2 separate regions of the Sus scrofa genome follow, and region 2 is linked to region 1. A link is a contact called in public Hi-C data. All regions are on one chromosome and are shown on one strand. Each heading gives the region's core, a stretch centred on a gene start, on an enhancer-like site or on the middle of the called end of the contact. The rest is flanking DNA. Distances are from core to core; before and after follow the strand shown.

Region 1 (4,198 bases), core at 1,641-4,140:
ACCCAACTTGCAGCTGCAGTCCTTATTACCTGAATTCTGTAGCATTCCTATTCCGATTTTTTCTTTCGTAGCACTTACCACTATTGACATATACAACTGTATTATTTTTAGGTGGATTACCAGCCTCTCCCTCATTCTTTCTACCTTTGGAAGTTCTGAGCTTATCCCTTTGGACTTCCATTCCACATAGTTTCAAAATCTGGCAACTATCTGGAGGAAGAGATCAGTTATGTGTTTGCTGCAGGCCTACTCTCCCTTTGCTGAAGGCTCCCTCCAGGAGGGCAGGGGCTTTTGCCGCTTCTTTTCCTTCCTTGATGTTATCTCCAGCTCTCAGAACAGTCCTGGGCACACAGCAGAAGAGATTTTGCAGTACGTGGCAACAGCAGTATAAAGCAAGTGCAATGGGAACGCAGAAGCCAGAGCACCTGGGCAGATCAGGAGAGGCTTTGGAAAGGAAGTGACACCCCAGCTGGATGTCTGTTAGCATTAAACTTTCCTAACTGCCGAGTACCTTTCCTACTATGCCCAAGTCTGTCTAACCCAGCCCAGCAAGCAAGCGTTCACATAGTGCACCCACGCTGAAAGAACAACCATCTCTCCTCACCAGCAGACTGCTTCAAATAGCCTCTTATTTTTTATCCATCACAAAGAGCAGAAAAAGATGGTTTCTGATGATAGTAGCATTCTGATTGCTCTTCGGTTTTAAACTAGGACCAAATCCAAGGAAATGTTAACACATGGATGAAAAAAACACACGACTTTACTCTGAGGATTAAAAGGATGGAGGGCTTAAAGCTCTTTTTGCTATAGAAATTTTCCAAGTGAAAATTAAGGAATTTGAAATAAAATTTCAATTAACTTTTTTGGCACTAAAGAATAGGGGATAACACTAGAATCAAAAAAAAAAAAAAAAAAAATCAGAGTTTCCTTAGTGGTGCAGCAGAAACAAATCCAACTAGGAACCATGAGTTGGTGGGTTTGATCCCTGGCCTTGCTCAATGGGTTAGGAATCTGGCATTGCCGTGAGCTGTGGTGTAGGTTGCAGATGAGGCTTGGATCTGGCATTGCTATGGCTGTGGCATAAGCTGGCAGCTGTAGCTCCAATTTGACCCCTAGCCTGGGAACCTCCATTTGCTGTGGGTGCGGCCCTAAAAAGAAAAATAAATAAATAAATAAATGGTTATCATCAAAATACTGACAAGGAGTTTTTACTCTATCCTAATAAAAGGGGGGAAAAGAGTAGTGTTTCCAAAATGCACATCAAAGTAGGAAGAAAACTGGAAAATCAGGATTTTTTTTCTACACAGAGATTGTGCATAAGCATGATCATGTGTGTATAAACACTCAGTGTATACAGATACACACAGAGAGAAACTAAATCTGCTTGCCAAACACGCTTCCATAACAGCCATCTGGTCTCAACTGCTTGGAATTTTCTCAAATTATCCTTCAAAGAAGACCATTTTAATTCATTCACTTTCATGTCAGAAACTCACTAAATCCTGAATGTTTTTTTTTCCTTAGGGAAAACTTCAAAAATTTTCAACCCATGTGACCCCTAACCTCACCCAACCGCCTGATCTACGTCTATTCAGCTAGCCACAAGGAGAGGCTCTAGCAAGAAGCAGTTCACTTCAAAACACCAAGTATTTACCAAATGAAATAGAGAAGACAAAAGTAGCATCGGACAAGGTGTCCAGTCTCAAGGGCTTCCACTCAGTGAAAACAAAATTAAACAGGAGTTCCCATTGTGGTTCAGTGGTAATGAACACAACTAGCATCCATGAGGATGCGGGTTTGATCCCTGGCCATGCTCAGTGGCTTAAGGATCCAGGGTTGCTGTGAGCTGTGATGCGGGCTGAAAGGCACAGCTTGGATCTGGTGTTGCTGTGGCTGTGGTGTAAGCTGGCAGCTGTAGCTCTGATTTGACCCCAGCCTGGGAACTTGCATATGCCACAGGTGTGGCCCTAAAAAGAAAATAAATAAATAAAACATTTCTTTCTTAGAAGTGTCATGGGGTAAATTCTAATCTGTGACAGTAACTGTAAGTCCAGCAAGAGTGTAGAAAGTAAGAATAGCTTGGATTTCACATAATACTGAGGTTTTATTTTATTTTATTTTGTCTTTTTAGGGCTGCACCCGTAGCGTATGGAAGATCCCAGGCTAGGGGTCAAATTGGAGCTGTAGCCACCAGCCCACACCACAGCCACAGCAATGCCAGATGCAAACTGTGTCTGTGACCTACATCCCAGCTCACAGCAACGCCAGTTCCTTAATCCACTGAGTGAGACCAGGGATTGAATCTGTGTCCTCAAGGATTCTAGTCAGATTTGTTTCTGCTGAGCCATGACGAGAACTCCACATAATACTGAGGTTTTAAGCTGCACCCTAAAGAAGAGGACCATGAGCAGCATGGAGTGCTGACATGCACCGGAAGGATGAAAGCACAAGTGCAGGGGAAGCAGATGCAGATGTGCCCAATCGAATAAGGCACTGCCTGGAACAAGGAGTGGGGTGAGTGAGGGGAGACAGGTGGTAGCAGTCACACTCCTTAAAAAATCAGGCACCAGTTTTCATCTAAAACAGGAGTTAAGTCGTACCCATGGAAGATTCTTGAGCAGAACACTGAGAAAAACCAGCAACTTCTCCGGTATTCTGGGGGAAATGAGTCTAGTACTAGATTGGGAAGAACAGAGACGGGGGGGGGTGGGGGGGGGACAATGAAAGTGCGAACTGCAGTGGTATGAACATTGGTCTCAATGCGTGGCAACAGAAACCAAGGGAAACAAAGACAGGGGACAATGTGAGGAAGGGCACGGGGTGGGAAGCAGTGGTGTGGCCAATGAAGAAATGGGAAGAATGAAAACCCTCCTTCCAGGCCAAGGGAATGGGAGCCTAAGCACTGAGTCACACTGGCTGGTACAGGGCAAGAGCAACACCAGCCAGGAGCACCTGCCCAGGAGCCTGCCTGCTGGTGTCAGAGCTGGAGTGAGAGCAGATAAATACCAGCAGGGAAAACATGCTGGTATGAAGAGCTGGAGAAATCAAGAGCCCGAGAACAAAGAAAAATACCTCATTCTTGTCTTTATAATCCAGAAGTTAAAAATCATACCTGTTTGCATGGTAAGTTTTAAGCATATCCATTCATTATTCACGCATTATATAAATACATGATAGTTCAACTGAATGCAAGTTTTTCTGTTAGCTACTATCCAACATAAAGTACTACCCATGTCAGGTGGAAATTATGACAAATTAAAAAGTGACACTTGCTTTGCAAAAGTTTACAATCTGACAGAGGGAACAATCTGGGGAGATATTCAGAACAGCATGGCAGAGGCACTGACACATCTGAACAGTCACAGGCTGTCAACCTAGTGGTGTGAGGGTTCCGGGTGACTTTAGGAATAATAAATACACCATAAAACAGAGGAAGGAAGTGCCATAGGGACTTAACATTGGAACAGTCCCTGGGGGTTAACATAAATTTTACTTTACTGAAATTTTTTCATGCCTCATTAAAACAAAAAAGAAACAAAAAAACCAAAAATGACAACAAGATTACAAGCATATAGTTCATGGCTTAGAAGAAGGAAACAAACAACTGGCAGGTGTTTAAGAACAGGGACAAAGTGAAACACCTTACACCTTAGAGTGCTGGGGGAGACAGAAGCTCAGGGAGCTTCCCGGGGGAAGTTAACAACTGAGCTGGCCCACGAGGCACAGGAAAACACCACACAAAGTGGCGGGTACTGCCCGCAAAGACACAGGAGGCACAGGAGAGCACAGTGAGTTGATAACTCATTCAAGTTCAAGTCGTTGTATCTCAAAGGCAAAATCATACAAACCACACAAACTGTAGCAGGCAAAAACTGAGACATTCTTATAACAATCTATAGACTGTAAATGGACCACACTGTGAAAGCCTGTTTTCATTCTATGCATTGACATCAGTTTGACAAAGAATAAGAAAGCAAAGAGTCAGTTAGGATGGAAATCTATCTCCACCCCTCACCCCATATCCCAGCCAGGAGACTCTTGACTCCAAAGCAGGGCCGTGCTAATCTGCCAGTCCTGAGCTAGAATGAATCATGTGTAAAGATGTTTCTAGCAACTCACCACTAGGTATCCACTGCTGAGACTGCAATTTGGGGCTGGGACCAGGCCAGCAGCTGTACAAGTGGACTGAGCAAGCTGA
Region 2 (4,351 bases), core at 607-3,106, about 14 Mb after region 1:
TGCAAAACATCCATCTTTACTGCGGATGATGCTTTTCATTTCAAAGCCTATTTTACCTGATATTAATGTAGTCACAGCCTTATTCTTCCGTATTTCTTATGCTTACTTGGTCCCATTCTTAAGTTTTCACGTTATTCATTTACTTTTCTATCCGTTTACTTTTCGCTGATGGTTTACTCTGTCTCTGGATGAGAGCATGCCGTTTCATCTTTTAAAATCCAGTCCATTCTGATGGTCTCTGCCTTTTAACTGGAGTGTTCATTACATTAACATTTAGTGTAAGTGCAGGTATGGTTAGATTTGGGTCCACCATTTTATTATTTTTCTCTCCAACTTGTCTTCTCTCTTTTTTTTTTTTTTTCTTTTTTCTGTTTTTGTTTTTGTCTTTGTCCTTCGTGTCTCCTTTTGGACTCTTGTTTTAGATTATCTGAATTTTTGTTTAGAACTCCATTTTCATCATCCTTGTGGTTTTCAAAGATATACTTCTCTGCACCACTTCTTTTTTTTTTTTTTTTTTTTTTTGGTCTTTTTGCCTCTTCTAGGGCCGCTCCCACGGCATGTGGAGGTTCCCAGGCTGGGAGTCTAATCGGAGCTGTAGCTGCCGGCCTACGCCACAGCCACAGCAACATGGGATCTGAGCAGGGTCTGTGACCTTTTAGTGATTGTTATAGGGTGTAGACTATACATCCTTAATTTTTCATACTCTGTTTACACTTAATATTGTATGACTTCATGTAAAAGGTAGAAACCTTACAATCGTATAAGTTCATATTTCTACAGCTTTTATGCTTATAGTCGTTATGTATTCCATATGTATACATTATAAACCCCACAAGGCAATATTATAATTTCTTCTGTAAATGGCTCTATGATTTTTAAAGAGATGAAGAGGAAATAAGACAACAGCCCTTTGCAGATATCTATATATTTAAGGTTTCCTGTTTCCTGAGGATCTGTTTCCATTTGGCATCATTCACCTCCAGGATAAAGGGGTTCCCGCTGTGGCGCAGCAGAAATGAATCTGACTGGCATCCACGAGGACGCAGGTTCCATCCCTGGCCTTGCTCAGTGGGTTAAGGATCCAGTGTGGCTTGGATCTGGTGTTGCTGTGGCTGTGGTGTAGGTTGGCAGCTGTTGCTCTGATTCGATCCCTAGCCTGGGAGCTTCCATATGTCACAGGTGTGGATCTGGGAGAAAAAAAAGTCACCTCCAGGATGAAGAATTTCTTCCAGCATTTTGTGTCATGCAGATTTTCTGGCACCAGATACTGTTAGTTCTCCCTTGTCTAAAAGGGCAGTTAGTGGGGAGGCCAAGAATGAAGGCTCTGGTGTCAGACAATTTGGGCCCCACTTACCCAGTTTAAACCTCTGACTTAGAGAACAGTGAGAGCATAACTGCGTTTAAGCGGCTGAGTGTGGCAATGGGTTCCATCAGAGCATGTGAATACACTGGGGTATAATGAATGCTAACCGGGAAGATTCTGGGATTTGTTATTTTGCTTGGATGAGGGCTGTTTCTTGGGTTTTGGCGGGCAGTGACGTTGGTTGAACTTGAACTTCAAATTCTGTACCTCAGGCAGCAGCTCTGGTCCTAGTCACACCTTTATCTTACCTGGGCTTCTTTGGGTCTGCTTCAGGTGTGGTCAGGGGTCCCTCAGAGATGGGGGTGGACAGAATTAGGGGGCTTCCTCTCCGAATCTTTCCCATCCAGGGAAATAGTCTCCCTTCACTCGTCAAGGTTTACCAGCCTCTGGGTTTTGGTTCCTTCAGCCAGGGACACCGAGTTCTCCTGGCGTCCTGTTGCCTGGTGGCTGCTCTGTGCCACCTGTCCTCAGCTTCAGTGCAAAGGCTGCAAAGGCTTGTTTTGTCCCAAGCCCCCCCCCCCCACCTCCTCCTTCCAAAGCACTCTGTTTCCTGTCCAGCACTTCCAGCTGGCCATTCTTTGCGCTGTGGTCAGGTTTTGTCATTGTGGTCATGAAAGAATCATCTGGTCATTGCCAGGAGCAGAAGTCCTCTCGTTGAACTTAGAGGACCTGTGAGTGGGTGTCCTTTCATCTCCTCCGTGGTTCGTGGAAGAGAGACTGTGTCCAGCACGGGGTTCCAGCGGGTCCTCTTTCTTCCCAGCTCCGCATCTCCTCATTTGTAAGCCCGCGCCATGGGCCCCTGGATAAGGGAGAATGCGAGCAGGTTTCTCAGGTGCTGGACCCAGGGTTGGTCTCATGTTTACTTTCACGAGCATCTCTCCGTGGCTCGTGGAAGAAGAAACACTAAAGCTGGCGCTGGCCAGTTTTTCACGCCCTGCTGTCCGTTCCTCCAAATTACCTCTGGGAAAGGCATCGTTCTTTCCGGCCAGGAAAATGAAACCTGAAAAAAAAAAAAAAGATGAATTGCAGCAATTCAGAATGTGCTGTAATTCAGAATTTCCACCCCTTGTCTCCCCAAACAAGCTCTGCTGAGTAGGTGCTGCCCCTGAGCCATGGCCAGGCAAACAAGGGACGCTGCGGTGCACAAAGCCATGGCAACTGCGCAGGAGGCAGCATTGGCCAGATCAGAACTCTGCTGCCCTGGTTCCTCTGTGTGTCATGCACTGTGTCACCAAGTGTCCCATGTGTCCGTTACTGTGCTGGGTGCTGGAGTCACAGCGGCCAACAAGGCAGACATGATTCTGCCTGTGGTCTGGTCGGAGAGCTGGACACGAGTCCAATCATCGGATCCCCACGTGTCCACCACAGAGGTGCGGGGAACGGATGCGCTGGGAGTCGTGCAGCTGGGAGTCGTGTGTGCACGTAAGACTGGAAGCTGCCTGCTGCGCTGCCCTGGGAAGTACCGGAGGTCTGAGGATGAGTGGAATTTAACAAGGACGAGGCCAGACAGGAGGAGGCTGAACCAGCCTGTGCACAGGCCCTGTGGTGGGTGGGGCCTGGTACATTCCAGAACAGATGTGGGGGTGAGGTGGAGGGAAGTGCTGTGGGGGCTGGGAGGGCTACTTAGAGAGGTGCGCCGTGGGGTTGAGCTTTAGCCATTAAAATACAAGAAGCATGGTGACCTGTGACTTTCTGACAAATGCCAAATACATTTTAAAAAATATAAGTAAATCCCAAGTATTGTAGGGGACATACGGATACTAAAAATTATTCATTGTTCATCGGAAATTCTAGTTAAACTGCGCTGGGCCAGTGTTTTCTCCGGCAGCTCTGCATGGAGGGCCTTACAGACCATGCAAGGAACTTCTTCTCAGGGCAGGAGGAAAAAAAGCGGGGTGTGAGCAGCCTGGGCCAGGCAGCGCTTCGAGAAGGTTGGCTTGTGGCTGCGGGAGGGTGGCTGGAGTGGGCCCCGGGCAGTGGGAGGCTGGGAGGAGCAGCATCCAGGCCAGACTCTCCCTGGGGCCTGGGGCCGGGTCCTGGGGCCTGGGGAGGAACGGCCAGGCCCTGTTGAGTCGGGAAGCTTTTCACAGCCAGCTCTGCTCCAGGGACAAGAAAATACTGCAGAAGAAACCTCCCTGTGTCTGTTTTTCTCCACCAGCTGTTGGGGAGGAAAGCAGCGCTTTGCCGGGGGGCGATTACTCAGGGATTGTCGGGAGGCGCCAGGACCGAGCGGCCAACCTGGGACCCTGGCCTCGAGCCTCTCACAGCCACGCCCGCTCACTGGCCTTCCCCACCCACTAAAGAGCACTGCCGCGGGGCCCAGAAGAACAGGGAACCCTGGGTTTGTTTTTGTGATTACGAAATGAGTCATCTCCCCAAGCAAGGGTGTGTTGAGGGCCTGTCCCCAGGCTGGGAGTGGGGGAGGGTGTCTCCTTGAGGCCGCAGAGTCCAAGGTGGCCTCCTGCCTGCAGGATCCGGCTGCAAGAACCTTAAAGGCGTTTGAGCCAGACAGTCCTGTGTTTGGATCCTATTTTTCTTTTTTTTTTTGGTCTTTTTAGGGCCTCACTGGCGGCATATGGAGGTTCCCAGGCTTGGGGTCGAATTGGAGCTGCAGCTGCCGGCCTATGCCACAGCCACAGCAACTTGGGATCTGAGCCAGGTCTACAACCTACACCACAGCTCACAGTCATGCTGGATCCTTAATCCACTGAGCAAGGCCAGAGATCGAACCTGCATCCTCAGGGATGCTAGTCAGATTCATTTCCACGGAGCCATGACGGGAACTCTCCAGATCCTAATTCTTGACATCTAATTTTTTTCATCTTTTTTGAGACTCAATCTTCTTATTTATAAAGTGAGAACCCTATCATTGCCTCCTTTGTAAGGCTGTTGAGGATTAAATGAGTCAGAGTTTATGACAAGTCCTGGGATGTGGCAGGCACTCAGTTAATGCCCTGTGCCTCTTTGTCCCCCTTCTCCGGGGGCCTG

What was found. A called contact is a pair of places that touch in the nucleus more often than the background predicts.
Region 2: a contact with region 1 is called in a Hi-C map of omental adipose tissue, with 19 times the contacts expected there. The contact joins two enhancer-like sites. A contact is called at or near these places in 7 of 47 Hi-C or Micro-C datasets (alveolar macrophages, differentiating spermatogonia, liver and 4 more).

What each region holds. Positions count from the first base shown.
Region 1 is chr17:44,157,576-44,161,773 of Sscrofa11.1, forward strand. The region is part of intron 5 of CHD6 (chromodomain-helicase-DNA-binding protein 6); the gene reads right to left. Among named protein-coding and RNA genes, the nearest start is that of CHD6, 110 kb to the right of the region's middle. Within about 2 kb of position 2,891, at least 9 of the 83 cell types and tissues checked have an H3K27ac peak or open chromatin away from gene starts, as enhancers often do. A contact at or near this core is called in omental adipose tissue, where this site is marked.
Region 2 is chr17:58,098,300-58,102,650 of Sscrofa11.1, forward strand. No RefSeq gene overlaps it. Among named protein-coding and RNA genes, the nearest start is that of PMEPA1, 47 kb to the left of the region's middle. Within about 2 kb of position 1,857, at least 19 of the 83 cell types and tissues checked have an H3K27ac peak or open chromatin away from gene starts, as enhancers often do. A contact at or near this core is called in omental adipose tissue, where this site is marked.